Regions from separate parts of the Mus musculus genome. Here region 1 is linked to region 2. The links are chromatin contacts, called in public HiChIP or PLAC-seq maps. All regions are on one chromosome and are shown on one strand. Each heading gives the region's core, a stretch centred on a gene start, on an enhancer-like site or on the middle of the called end of the contact. The rest is flanking DNA. Distances are from core to core; before and after follow the strand shown.

Region 1 (6,986 bases), core at 712-3,211, 180 kb after region 2:
GGTGGGCTGGGGACAGAGCAGAGCTTGCTGTAGCCCACACTTCTGGCCTCTAGAACTGGGAAAGAACAGAGTTCTGCTGCTCAAACTGCCATGTGTGGCACTTTGCCCCAGCATCCCAGGGTAACAAAAATAGATGCTGGTATGAGAAGTACCATACCATGGTGAATGACTACAATATATCTGGAATTTGGTGACGAGTCCTATCATCTCTACAGTGGTTTCCCATTAGATGATTTCTGCTCTCTGTATCCTGCAGCTACCCACTAGAATCCCAACTCAGAAAGGGACCATCACCAAGGTGCTACCCCACACATTTATTTAAAGACTCTCTTTAGGACCCTGGCATCTACACAGATCCCTCCCATGGTCTGATGTTCTCTCTCATGCCCTGCTTCCTGGTCCTCCTCTCAATGTAGTCAGTTAGCCCAGACTTCCCATGTCAGTGGGCTTCTCTAGCTGTCCACATGATGAACAAGGGAGTAACTAGCATGGCCCTCACCTTGTATTTGCTGTGCTTCCTTCTCTGAACTGAAGCCCATGACCTGCCTTCCTCTCCTTTCCATTCTTGCTCTGTGAGCAGGCCTTTATCTGTCCTCGAGTGACTATAGCATCTTTATCCCATTTCTTCATATAGTCATACAGCAGTTGTCATAGACAGAGAATTTGAGTTATTGACTAACCCCTAGGGCTTGTCATGTTGTGGGAGAGGTACAAACATCTTCAAAATCTCAGCCAACTCCCCAAAGGCACACCCACATACCACAAAGCTTTGGGATAAGACCTAAATTACTAGCTTGAAGCAACACCAGCCCAAGATGGTGGGCTGGGGACAGAGCAGAGACCTAAGGCTAGAGGCTAGTTTCCAGGTTCTGTTGCTTTTGGGAGATTAGGCCTGGAATTTTCTCTGCCCTACTTCCCTTCTTCCATCAGGGTAGATAACCAGAGTGCTATCCATTGGCTGCCTGTGTTGTACTTTGCTGTTAGAGTGCATGCTCTCTCTCTCTCTCTCTCTCTCTCTCTCTCTCTCTCTCTCTCTCCCTCTCCCTCTCCCTCTCCCTCTCCCTCTCCCTCTCCCTCTCCCTTCTCCCCTCCCCCTCTGCTTCTCTTTTTTCTTCTTCCACACCTCCTTTCCCTCTTTCTCCCTTAAGTACCATCAGACTGCACTGTTCCATTTCCAGTTCCTAAGCTCTATTCAGATAATCCTTGGGCTGTCAACACCGCAGGAAAGGTTTGAAAAACAAAACAAATTCCTTCACAATAAAGTGAGTTCACAAGATAAAGTATTTATTTCCATGTGACATTTGTTTACAGCTCAGCTGTCTGTGGGCCAGACATTGCTTCAGATTGTACAAGTTGACAAAAAGTCTTTGGTCAGTCTAGAAAGAAGACCATCTCAGAGATAAAAGCTGGAGGGCAACACAGGAAAGACGTAAGAATAAGTTTACTAGTCATACAGTCAGGTATCCCAGGCCCAGAGGTAGTGTCCCTGTGGGAGGATCTCTTGGTCTCTGCTGTCCTTCCATGCTGAGAGTCATTTCACCTGCAGGTGACAGAGACAGTGTGAATTGCTGTCCACTTGTAGGGAGTAGAGGTAGAGGCAGTGAGGACTGGTGACTCCCTGTCCCAGCCCTGTGTCCTCAGCCCCACAACCACACTACCTTGAACAGGGTGACGGTGGTGCTGTAGAAGAGGCTCAGGAGGAAGAGGACGATGAAGGTGGAGGCAGTGGTCCACAGGTTCTCAAAGCCTTCCTCCTCAGCATTCACCTCCCCCTCTATGAAGGGACACAGAGAGGGAGGGTCAAGCCAAGTCTTGGGGTGACTGAGCATTTGCATAAGGGTTGGGGTGCCCTGATGGTTCTGGAGAATCTTAGCGAGTATTGACTGGTCCCCTAATAGCTCAAGCTAGACGGAGGCACAGAACAGGCCAAGCTGTAGGACACACTAATTTGGAGCCTTTGTTCCAGGAGCCCTGGGGCAGCAGAGCAAGCAAGACAGATGCAATGTATGGACCTGGGTAAAGGCAGACTCAGGAACTGTGGCAAAATGATATTGGTGTGCTCTGGACTTTCCCTGAGCAGGTGGTGCCATCGGTGCTGTTTAGACTGAGAATTTAGAGCAGGTCTCCCTGTCTCTTGGGCTTTAGCAATAAGAACAGGGATACCAGAGGTTGTCCCTCCTTACTTCCTGAAGGACTCAGGCATCTCATGACTTTCTTTGATCAGAGTTCCCGTGCGTTGCTTGTCCTACCCCTGCCAGCAATGTTGGGTCTTGGTACCAAGAGATAAACAGACAGATACCTGAGGGAGGCTGTGGGACCAGGGCATTTATTGGGATCTCTGATCCCTGTAAAGATGAGCCCTTGGGGATATCTAAAGCCTAGGCCCCAAATGGATATGAATATGAAGAATGTCCAGGATATGAGCCCAAAGAGGCAGTGTTATTGGGTGGTGACTCCTTACAGAGGCTCCTTGATGGTGTGTGTGTGTGTGTGTGTGTGTGTGTGTGTGTGTGTGTGTGTGTGTGTGTGTGTGTGTGGTTGGGGCATCTTTTGGACAACTGCATTATGTTTTCTGCATTTTGAACTGGAGATCAGGGTGGGTGTGAGTGGGTTAGGCAATTTCACATTGGTCTTCTGAGGTGTTCTATTAATGGAGACACAGCCAAGGCTAACTTTCTGTCATGGGTGGTTAGTGGAGTATCTTCTGCCCCATGGTGTTGAGACAGATAGGCATACTTTGTACCTGGGGTTATCTCTCCCAATCATAGAGTGGGCTCCTGAGGAGTATCAGTGACCCAGCCTAGTGTAGGCTCTCTGAGCCGTGAGCCTTGGAGATTACAGCCCTGGTCAGAGTCCAGGTGTATCTGTGTGCTATACCTGTTCACATGTTAGTGTACACATGTGAAGATGTTTCTGTACATGTGTGTATATGCATATCTTTGTATCTATATAGTTTATTTGTGTATATTTGCCTATAGTCTGTTTCTGTGTACACAGGACCATGCATATTGGTATCTGTTTCTGTGAGTGGTTGTGTGTCTATGCCTATTTGTCTCTGAAGGCGTTTGTAAGTGTCCATGCATGTGTGTGCGCATGAACTCATGTGTATATATGTGTACCTTTGTCTGTGTGTCCATGAATACACATTCATGTATGTGTCTACACATGTGTACCTATATATCTATGTATAAATGCATGTGTGTCTATATATGTGCCTGAATGCTGCCTGCACCAGGTTAGGCAAGCTTTCAGCCATATATCTAGAAGTAGCTGGAGGAATCGCATGTTCATACTCTGTCTGTTGTAAGCCTGACTGAGTTCACACACAAGGAGGAAACTGGCAAGGTAGAGGAAGGGCCAGGGTGGAGGCAAGTATGCAGGGTGTGTGCAGAGCAAGCAAAACACAACTGTCTCAGCAGGCATGAGCATTGTATAATCAAAACCAGTGACGTTTGAATGGATTTTTTTTATTTCTAATTTTTATAAAATGCAACATCTCACTCTGACATGGTTAGTTTGCATACACAGAGCAACTGGACACCCAGGGCCTGCCTGGTTGAGCGCTAGCATGGTCAATAGCAGGTGCCGCCTGTGTCAGACATGATCAGGGAGACATTGTACAGTGTGGGTTTACCAGTGGACTTGTCCACGGTCCTCTCGGTCACCAGGTGTGGCAGGGCCTCGTGGCCTACAACACAGGTATAGGTCTCTCCGGAGTTCCATTCCTCCTCTGTCACAGTCAGGATGCTGTGGGTAAAGTAGAAGCCTGGGGCCCCAGGCTCTGGCATCGGGGCACTGGTCACATACTTCTCTTGGGGCAAGAGTTGCCCTCTCTGAAGCCACTGCACACTGATGTCTGCAGGAGAGAAGCCCTTCACCAGGCAGGTGACTGTGGCTGACTCCCTCAGGTTCAGTTGCTCACGAGCTGGTGGCAGCAGGTACACAGCAGGTGGATGTTTGTGCACCTCTGTAAATGAAGACAGTAGTGAGGATAGGGTGGAAGAGGACCTGCCCTCCCTATGAGGTACAGGAAGGGTCCTGCAATTGGAGGGGAAGGGAAGGGGGGATACCTACCATTGGGTTTTGAGATGAATTTCTTCTGTGGTGAAGGCAGATCCCTGTGAGTCACAGTACACACAAATTCCTTCCTGTTATTCCAGTCTTCCACACAAACACTAGCCACACCCTTAGCACTGAAGGTGCCATTGGGATGGCTTTCCATGATTTTAATTTTGGTTTCCAGTGGTTCACCACTTTGAGAAGCCCAGGAGATATTCAGGGTTTCATAGGTTGCCAGGTTTGAGACCAGACAGGTCAGGTTAGCGGACTTGCTGAGGAAGATGTCGGCAAAGGAGGGGGGGATGGTGAAGGTTAGGATGTCTGTGGAGGGACCTGCAGTCAAGAGAACACTGTGTCAGGTTATGACATATCTAGTTGTGAAGTTGGAAAAAAGCTTAGTCTCCATCCCCCAAACCTACTTAAGGGAAGATGCTGGTCCTTCCAGCTGATTCTCACCCCTCTACTGCCTATTGCTCATTCTTGTCCTTGGCCACTCTGGGGAGCCAAAGTTCAAGGAGCAAATGACCATGTCTGGGTGGCATTGGCCATAATTGTAGGAGGACTTCCCTAATCTGGGAGGGCTAGGCATTGGGCTTAGCCCAGGCCACTCACTGGCAGCACATGTGGAGGACACGTTCTTCAAGAAGGTGAGACCCCTGTGATCCACACGGCAGGTGTACACATTCAGGTTCAGCCAGTCGATTTCAGAGATGGTAAGTGTGCTTATGACCTTGTAGGTTTGGGGTGTGGATCCTTTGTTCTCGATGGTCACCGGATCTGTGGTGAAGCCAGATTCCACGAGCTTCCCATCCTTTAGCCAGGATACTGTGATCGGTTTTGGAGTGAAGTTCGTGGCCTCGCAGATGAGTTTAGACTTGCGTGGTGCAGGGCCAGAGAAGCCATCCCGTGGTGGGACGAACACATTTACATTGGGGTTCATCTCTGCGACAGCTGGAATGAAAGGTCAAGGTGTGAGCTCAGCTTGGCCTAAGCCCCACCCCGCTGCTCCCTCTGGGCCATGCCTGGGCCTGGGCACCCCTGCTGGGAGGGTTTGGTTCTTACCTGGAATGGGCACATGCAGATCTTTGTTTTTGCCTCCGTAGTGGATTTTGCATACCAGGTATTCATCTGAACCTTCAAGGATGCTCTTGGGAGACAGCAACACCTGCGAGGTGGCTAGGTACTTGCCCCCTGTCCTCAGTGTTGGGAAGGTTCTGATACCCTGGATGACTTCAGTGTTGTTCTGGTAGTTCCAGGTGAAGGAAATGGTGCTGGGCAGGAAGTCCCGGGCCAGGCAGCCCATGGCCACCAGATTCTTATCAGACAGGGGGCTCTCGCAGGAGACGAGGGGGAAGACATTTGGGAAGGACTGACTCTCTGAGGACCAGAGAGGGATAAAAGAGAAATGGAGGGGTAAGAATCTGTCTTCTTGCCTCCTGTCAGACAGGAGATCCCTCTACACCCTGCTATTTCCTTGTTGCTACTCTTAAGGCAGGCAGGGCTAGATATGGTAGTAGGTGAACCTGGTATACAGGACGAAACTGCAGCAGGGCTATGGAGCTGCCTTCTAGCCACAGGAACGTGACTTTGGAAGCCTTCACAGACAGGGAGAGATGCCTCTAGAGTAGGTGGATCTGGCCCTTCAGCCAACTCTAGGGGCATGAACACCCGTTCTCAGGGAGAGGCCTAGATCCTGGCTTCTCAAGTAGCCTTGGGCCTGTCCTGCTTGGCTTCCCTCTGAGACACTGGCTGGGAGAACTATTCTCATCCCAAAGTAATAGGTAGGTGGAGGTGGGGGAGGGGCTCAGGCTTCTGTATCAGCACACAAAGCTGGGATTTACACACCAGACAGGCGTGTAGGGTAGGAGGAAGGTGGGTTATGTTGGGGGCGGGGAGGACTCATGGAATCATCTTGAAACTCCACTGTAGCACACAGTCTGCCTCTATAGAACGAGGTCCTAGCCTAACTGGTCCAGGCCTGGTGAAACTCATTCAGTTCATCCCAGCTCTGCTCATTCAATCTCAGACCTCAGGCTTGTTAAATTAGCTGTTAAATTATCCCTGTTGATTTTTAACTCAGTTTAGACCTACTCAGCTCAGGCTGGTCCAGCTCAGGCTAGGCTAAAGTTCAGCTCTATGCAAGCAGGCTAGCCTTGCTCAGCCTTCCTCATTTAAGTTCAACTCAGCTATGCCAGCCCAGCAGCAGGCCAGTTCAACACATCCAACCAGTCCAGCTCAGCATAGTTTAGTCCGGCTCATCTAAATCCTGATAATTTCCAATTGATCCCAGCCGAGTTTGGCACAATTCAGGTAGTCTATTCTTAGCTCAACCCAGTTTATCCCAGCTGCACTCAGTTCAGCTCAATTCATGGTCTCCCAACCCAGCTCAGCCCAGTTCATGGTCCGAGTCCATCTTTTCCCAGCTCATCCCGAACCATCTCAACCAGGCCCTACTCAGCCTAACTTATCTGAGCCTAGTTCAACCTGGCGCATCCCATCAGCCAGCCCAGTTGAGTCCAGATCACCCTACACCAGATCATCCAGTACAGCTCAGTCTAGCACATCTGAGTCCAGCTCAGCCCCGCTCATTCAAGCTTAGCTCATCAGCTAGGCCAGCCCATGCTAGCTCAGCCTCACATAATCCATGTCAGCTAGCCCAGCTCATCCCAGCCTACCTCATCCCAGCTCATCTGAGTACAGCTGATCCCAGCACAATCTGGCTCACTTAGCCTAATTGATTCTGGTTCTGGCCAGCCAGCTCTACTCACTCTTGCTCAGCTGACCCCAGCTCAGCTCACACAGCTCAGTTCAATCCAGCTCCGCTCACCACAGCTCATCCCAGTTTACCCCAGTTCAGCTCATCTTACCCCAGCTCAACTCAAAACATCCCGGCTCACCCCAGTTCACCTCAGCTCAGCTCACTCCAG
Region 2 (7,122 bases), core at 328-2,827:
GAGCAACTGGTAGGAGGTGTGGGAGACACAGAGGCAGTACAGACACAGAAAGACAGAGACTCCAGAGAGACAGAGACTGAGAGAGACAGAGATACTGAGACAGGCAGAGACACCAAAAGGATTAAGAGCACTGGCTGCTTTTCCAGGGGATCCAGATTCAATTCCCAGCACCCACATGGCAGCTCTCTACTGTAATCCCAGTTCCAGGGTGCCCTGAAGGATCCTTCATGCATGTGAAGCATAGAAGCTCACATTTACACACAGACAGCAGACAGACTCACATACAAACACACACACACACACACACACACACACACACACACACACACACACACACTCTAATGAAGAGTGTGGTTCTCTTTCTCTCTCTCAGATGAAAGCCATGCACCAGAAGACAGAGCCATGTGTGAACACCCCTCAGACTCAGACCCACAGCACTCACACCCAGCTCCCCACAGACACACACAGCCCCTGCCTGCCTGTTCCAAACCTCAAACCCATCTACCCATTCCCTCTCCTGCAGGCCTTTGTCCTCAGAGTGGCACACTGAGTAGCTCAGCCTGGACACTTCCCATGGGACCTGTTGAATAACATTGTAGCCTCCCCCAGCCTTGAGCAGGCTGGCTCAGACCTTGCTGCCACTGAGAATGAGACCACCTGGGGTAGAGCCTTCCCACCTAGATGATTCTATTGTTCTGTCACCATTGCTCTTCTTCTCCAAGACACTGATACCTGCTGAGAGGCTGAGAGATTCCAAAGACAGCAGTGATTGACACCTTCTTGTCAAACTAGTGCTGTCAGACAAATTGCTTACAGGCTGGCAACAGACATCAAAAGTGGATCTGCAGGAGAAGGGCTTTCCTTTTATATAAGCACAGATTTTTAGTAAACATTGGGCTTTGATCAGCATTTGTCTTGGTGTGTCTCATACTCTATTCTCTTTTTAGCCCCAGCCTGCTTTTCAGCAGGACCATGGGTGACTACACAGCATGAGCCTCTGGTCCACACACCACACCTCTTGTTAGCTCTGTAATCTGTATGAAACATCATCTGAGAGCAGGGTACATGGCCTCTGCCTGGTACAGTCTGGGGTGCAGGCTTCAGGTGAGGCCCAAGTGTGAAGAGTACAGAAGACAGTGGGCAGAGCTGAGAGAGTGCTGGCCAGTTTTGTTCAAAGGACAGTGATGGCTGCTCCAGGCTACTGAACATCCCAGGTCTGCTTCCTACCCTCCTCAAAGATGTTGGAGCACAACCAACCCTCTACCCAATCCATTGTAATTGCCTGTAGCAGGGCATGCCTCTGTACATCAGGGAGTCACACAGAGCCACATGAGACTCTAGACCTGGGGACTGCAGAGGGGAAGGCATGTCCACGGGGGCCTCCTCCTTTAGAATCTGAAATCTTAGCCCTCAGGATTGCCGGTGATAAACACACTCAGAGTGATGTGGCCCCAGGATCCTGATGGACACCAGAAGGTTACAGAGTTAGAGGCCAGCAGGACTAGAGTCTGTGAGAAGAGGAACTACTTGGCTTCTTCTCGTCCTTGCCCAGGAGCAGCTGGCTGGCCAGAGGTGCATGACAGGGTAAGGCAGGGAGACACTGGCGTGAAAGAGCCTTTGGGACCACAAGGTGGGAACTAGACTGTGCTCTGACTGAGCCTGTGTTTGTGACAGCTGATTCATGGGGAAGACATCCAGAGGCCAGGCAGAGGAAGAGTAATGAGGACTGAGGGGGTCCTTGAGAAAATAGAGGTGGCTTCGGCTCCTTTGTCATGGAATGTGGACATATACTTCATGGACATGGATCCAAAAGCATGCCTGTCTCCCACCTGCCTTCAGACTGAGCTCCACAACATTTCATGGCCTCTCACACTGGAGGGATTATAAACATGGTTGTGCTATGGGGCTGGGGCCCAGGACTGGAGTCTGAGACACTGGGTAGTAGAGCATGTCCAGTGTACAGAGTGCTCAGAGTGCAGGTGGGGGCAAGCTGTGCAGTGTTCCTCCATATTGCGGAAGCTGACGAGGTTAAAGCTCTTTGTCCAGCCATAGAGTCAACCCATACCAGCCTTGCCCATGACCCTAGCATGGGCCACACATCCAGTGTCCTACTGAACCATCACCATGAGGACTGCTGGAAGACCAGGGCTTCTGATATCTACATGCCATGCTTGCAACTCTCCACAGCTTCTCCCAGCTCACACAGACTCTGCCCAAATCCACCACTGTCCTCAGTTGTAACCATGACAGGCACAGAGAGGGCAGAATGTGGTCACCTCAAACTGTCACATACAACACTCTTGTGCCTTTCATGTCCACGTGTGCAAGCATGCTCATTCCCCTATCTCTCGGGGGCGGGGGCAGTGGGTCTTCCTTGGACTCACTCCCATTTCTAGCTGACCCTCAAAACAAAACCCCACAGACCCAGCCTCTTTGAGGAGCTATTGTAGTCACAGGGCTTGATGTTGGTGACCACAGCTGCTTTCACTGTGACTGCCAGAGATGCTTGACCACCATGACCTCAGACATAGTGATGGCCTAGGGATCAAGTGCGTCTAGACACTTCAGGGACTGACCAGACTTCTACGTAGACCAAGGTCTCTTTTCCTAGTATGTTATCTCATGAAACCTTAATGCAACGGGATCTTCTATTCCTTTTATTCTTCATTGCCTGCGAACAGGGAACCTTCTAGAAAGAGGGTCCCCTCTCTGCTGGCTATGGAGACAGACCCTGTAGGAGTGATCACAGACTGATGTTTTCCTTCTTGGCCAGTTTCAGGCCAGGGGACTCAGGGTAAGAGACAGAAAGTCAGGAAGGTAGGAAAGACGGGGAGACATAATAAAGGTAAGACAGAGGAAGACAAAGGGAGAAACTGCAAGTCTGCAGGGGGAGACAAGGAGAAGCCTGACAGAGACAGACAGGGTTCCGGAAAAGACAGAGATGAAGGAGGCAGAGGTGGAGATGTGTAGAGACAGAGAGAGATTAATGGGAGCACAGAGACAGGTGTGACAGAGAATAGGGAGAAACAGGGGTGACAGAGAACAGGAAGAGACAGAAGAGGAAGGGCCAGAAGCTTAGGGGCTATAGCCATGTGGGGCTGTAAGTCAGCTTCCTTTCTGAATTCACAGAATTGTAGCTTCCTTCTTTCTGTCTCCCTCTGAGCAAGTTTTCCTTAACACCTTGGCTTCCTCCCCAACATGCTGGGCTTTCTTACTTGTTCTCTAACTGCCCCCTTCTCGCCATGTGGCTGCTTGTGGGACATGTGCCTGACCTCCATGTCAGATTAGATGTCATGGCTTTTTACCAATCTCCCCCACTGGCCTCCTCGGGGCAGCTGCTTGAGTCTTACAACTTTCCTGCCCTGAAACTTTCCTATTAAACCCTGATAAAAGTGTCATTGTGCCTTCAGGGGGGCAGGGGATGAACGAGGCAGAAAGAGACAGAGTCATGGACAGAGATAGAAAGATAAGGAGAAATACAGAAATGAAGAGGACAGATGGGGAGACAAGCCCACAGAGAAAGAGACATCAGGAGAGAGAGAGAGAGAGAAACACAGGGAGATTGGAGAGAGACTGAAACAGGAAGGGACAGAAACAGAGAGATGGGGAGAGAGAAAGATGGACAGGGTGAGAGAAAGGCAAAGACGGTGAGAAGCAGCAGCAGAGGGACGGTATGTCCTGGAATGATTAAAAGCATGTATGTAGTAAGCAGTACAAAACACCAATCCTTGCACCTATCGGGAAGACGTTTATTACATAAAGCTCCGAGCATACCAAATGGATATAAGCCACATGGCTAGATTTATAAGGAAGTGTACATTATAAGACAGGAGCCCAACACTAAATTACAACATTTCTTAATTAAAAACATTCATTTCTTTGTGGAGACACTTTAGAAGTTAAAAATGTATCTTTTCATTTAAAAGGGTTAAATTAATCTATACTTTGGAAATGCTTCTTGGAGTATAGGACATAGCAATTTGAAGAACTTTTATTTGAAATATATATACTTTCCTGCCTTGATGTTTGTTCTTTTAGTAAATTGCTGTATGGAGAAAAAGAGACAGCAGAGAGACATGGAGAGGCACACAGAGATACAAGAACAGAGACAGAAAACAGAGAAAGAGAGAGCGAGATGGAGAAGCAATGAGACAGATGCAGGAAGACTCAGAAAGGGAGAGAGAAAAGTGGAGAGAAAGACATGGAGAGAAAAATCAGAAACAGAGAAAAGACAAAAAGATAGGAAGACAGAGAAGTGGGGCAGAAATACAGACAGAGAGATAAGGGGAGCCAGAGTCATAAAAGGAATGGGATGGAGAGAGAGACACACAAAGACAGACATCAACAGAAAAGAGACATAGAGAAGGACTGAAAGAATGATAGAGAGGAGATGACAGAAGGAAGAGACACAGATAGACAGACAGAGGTAGGAGATGTGCACCTAGAGAAAGGGGGCACAAGCAGAGATGAGAGAGAGAGAGAGAGAGAGAGAGAGAGAGAGAGAGAGAGAGAGAGAGAGAGAGAGAGAGAGAGAGGAAGGAGAAGGAGAAGGAGAAGGAGAAGAAGAAAGAGGAGAGACAAGGTGTTAATAGAGACAGCTCTTATGTTTTGTTAGAGATGGAGAGACAGTAACTGAGGGACAGACTGAGCAAGAATCACACTGAGAGAGAGAGAAAGAGGCAGAGGCTAAGGCTGGGAAAGGCAGGGTTGGCCAGAGATGGAGCCAGGGTCAGACACCATCTTGAAAGAGCCAGTGACAAGCAGGGAGGTGACAGGCTGGTACAGTTTCTATCCCACAGTCCACAGGTTGGAGTCACAGGCCTGTCTCCATGTGGCCACAGGCTAGCTCCCTGTCTGCCAAGTCTGTCTGAGAAGGGGTGGGGGAGGGGGTCTGGGCTGAGGCAGGCCAAGACTTTTCCAGTGGAGTGGCCAGGGACTGGGCTGAGGGCATGATCACTGCCCACCATTCCCATGGTTCTGGGTAGACCCAGGATCTGGAGCACACCTACAGCCTTCCTGCCTCTCTCACTTCCCTGGGGTGTTGAGCCACCCATCCTTGCCCATCTCCTGTCATGTCCTCTTGGTGGGTCAGATTCCAGCAGTGGTGATAACTGGGAAACACTGAATTCAACATCATCAATAGGGGTCATGGACCCCCAGTCCCAGTGGCCTATGCTGGGAGTCCCCCATCCCCAAGGCTGGTCAGCCTGGCCAGGTTGGGGTGAACCTGCAGCTGCAGGTGGGGGAGTCACTGATGCTATTTCTGGAAACAACCTCAGAAAGTGAGAAACATGTTTTTCTGTATGAAACAAACATCCATTTGCATGTGCCCTTGTGAGCCAACTCTGCACAGAATGAGTAACTCGGCAGCTGTGTGTGTGCGAGTGTGACATGTTGGGAGTAAGCCTTGTTTCTGGTACTGATATCTGAGCCCCCAACCCCCAGATTGTAACCCTAGCCCATGTGGAAGAACTACCCTTAGGGGTTCATTAACTCACCACAGGCTAGGCCATCATGGAGAGCCCTAGCTGCCTCTAAGCAGGTTCCACCCTAAACACGAAGGAAAATAATCAAGGCCATCCATTACCCAGACCCACTGGGATGGTGGGCAGGGATCATGCCCTCAGCCCAGTGCCTGGCCACTCCACTGGAAAAGTCCTGGCCTGCCTCAGCCCAGCCCCCCCCCCCCCCATCCCTCCACAGACAGGCTTGGCAGGCAGGGATAGACTGTGGCCACGAGGAGACAGGCCTGTGACACCAGCCTGTGGACTGTGGGATAGAAACTGTACCAGCCTGTCACCTCCCTGGCTTGTCACTGCCTCTTCCAAGATGGCGTCTGGTCCTGTCCCACAGGCTCAACTCTGTCTCCTCTGGCTACTCTTGCCTTTCCTAGCCTTAGCCTCTGTTTCTCTCTGAATGGTATTCTCTCTGCTCAGTCTGTCAACTGCAGTTGGAGAGAGTCTATCTATGTTTGCCTCCACCTATGCCGATTCCATCAGAGGTCTCTCTACTACATCTTGCCTCGCCGTGTGTCTCTTCTCTTGGTCCTCCTGTCTTCCCATTTCTCTATCTCCCTGTCTCTCTGTCTCTCTTCCATCTCTGTCTCTCTGTTTTTCTCTCACTGTCTTTATATCTCTGCCTGTTTCATAGTCTCTCTTCTCTCTGTATCTTTCTCCCTCTTTCAGTCTCTCTCTGTCTGTCTTCATCTTTTTCTCTACCTGTATATGTCTCTCCCTGCCTCTGTCTCTTCTTGCCATTCATTATCTCTTCCTTAATCAACCACTAATTATGTATTATTTTCTCTCCCTATTTCTATCTCTGTCTCCTTGTCTGTCTCCATGTCTGTCTCCTTGTCTGTCTCCATGTCTCTCTGTCTCATCACTGTCTTTCTCAGTCTCTGTTTGCCTATATTGATCTCTATATCTCTTGTCTGTCTCTGACTCCCATATTCTGGTCTTTATCTCCACCTCTGTCTTCAATTCCCTATCTTTCACTCCCTGTATCCACATTTATCTCTTTCCTAAGCACCCAGTCTCCAGGTCTGCCTGCTTCTGTCTCTCCCTTGCTTTGTTTTTCTGTCTTTCTGTCTCTCTCCCCATCTCTCCTTCTCCTGTCTCTCTCCCTGAGTCCCCTGGCTTGAGACTGGCCAAGAAATGAAACATTACTCTGTGATCACACCTACAGGATCTATCTTCACAGTCAGTAGACAGAGAGGGGACCCTCTTTCTAGAAGGTTCCATGTTAGCAGGCAAAGAGGAATAAAAGGAATAGAAGATCGTATTTTGTAGACTTTCATGAAATAAGATACTAGAAAAAGAGGTCTTGGTCACATGACATAGGGTCTATGCACATCTCTGGCCAGTCCCTACAGTGTCTGGATGCTGTTGATTCCAGGTTATTCCTATGCTCAAGTCTGGGATTATGGTGGTCAAGCATCTCTGGCAGCCATGGGGACAGCAGCTATAGCCACCAACATCAAGCCCTGTGACTGACTACATTAGCTCCTCAAAGAGGCTGGATCTATAGGGCTTTGGTCTGAGGAGATGCTGACAGTGAGAATCGGCTCTCAAGGAAGGCATCACTGTCTCGAGGGGACTACAGCAGGCCTGAGCACGCTTGTAC

Evidence for each region. HiChIP or PLAC-seq counts read pairs in DNA pulled down with a chosen protein or histone mark.
Region 1: an H3K4me3 HiChIP or PLAC-seq map of pro-B cells shows a contact between it and region 2, with 3 times the contacts expected there. The contact joins two enhancer-like sites. A contact is called at or near these places in 9 of 39 promoter capture datasets (the 3T3-L1 cell line, the C10 cell line, the HPC-7 cell line and 6 more), 1 of 15 datasets of contacts at CTCF or cohesin (large pre-B cells), 8 of 484 Hi-C or Micro-C datasets (B cells, CD4 T cells, DN2 thymocytes and 5 more) and 8 of 115 datasets of contacts at active chromatin or transcription factors (the 230-238 cell line, CD8 T cells, embryonic stem cells and 3 more).

Annotation. Positions count from the first base shown.
Region 1 is chr12:113,417,295-113,424,280 of GRCm38.p6, forward strand. It overlaps Igh and Ighm. Among named protein-coding and RNA genes, the nearest start is that of Adam6b, 69 kb to the right of the region's middle. Within about 2 kb of position 1,962, at least 3 of the 459 cell types and tissues checked have an H3K27ac peak or open chromatin away from gene starts, as enhancers often do.
Region 2 is chr12:113,239,589-113,246,710 of GRCm38.p6, forward strand. No RefSeq gene overlaps it. Among named protein-coding and RNA genes, the nearest start is that of Gm25622, 29 kb to the left of the region's middle. Within about 2 kb of position 1,578, at least 21 of the 459 cell types and tissues checked have an H3K27ac peak or open chromatin away from gene starts, as enhancers often do.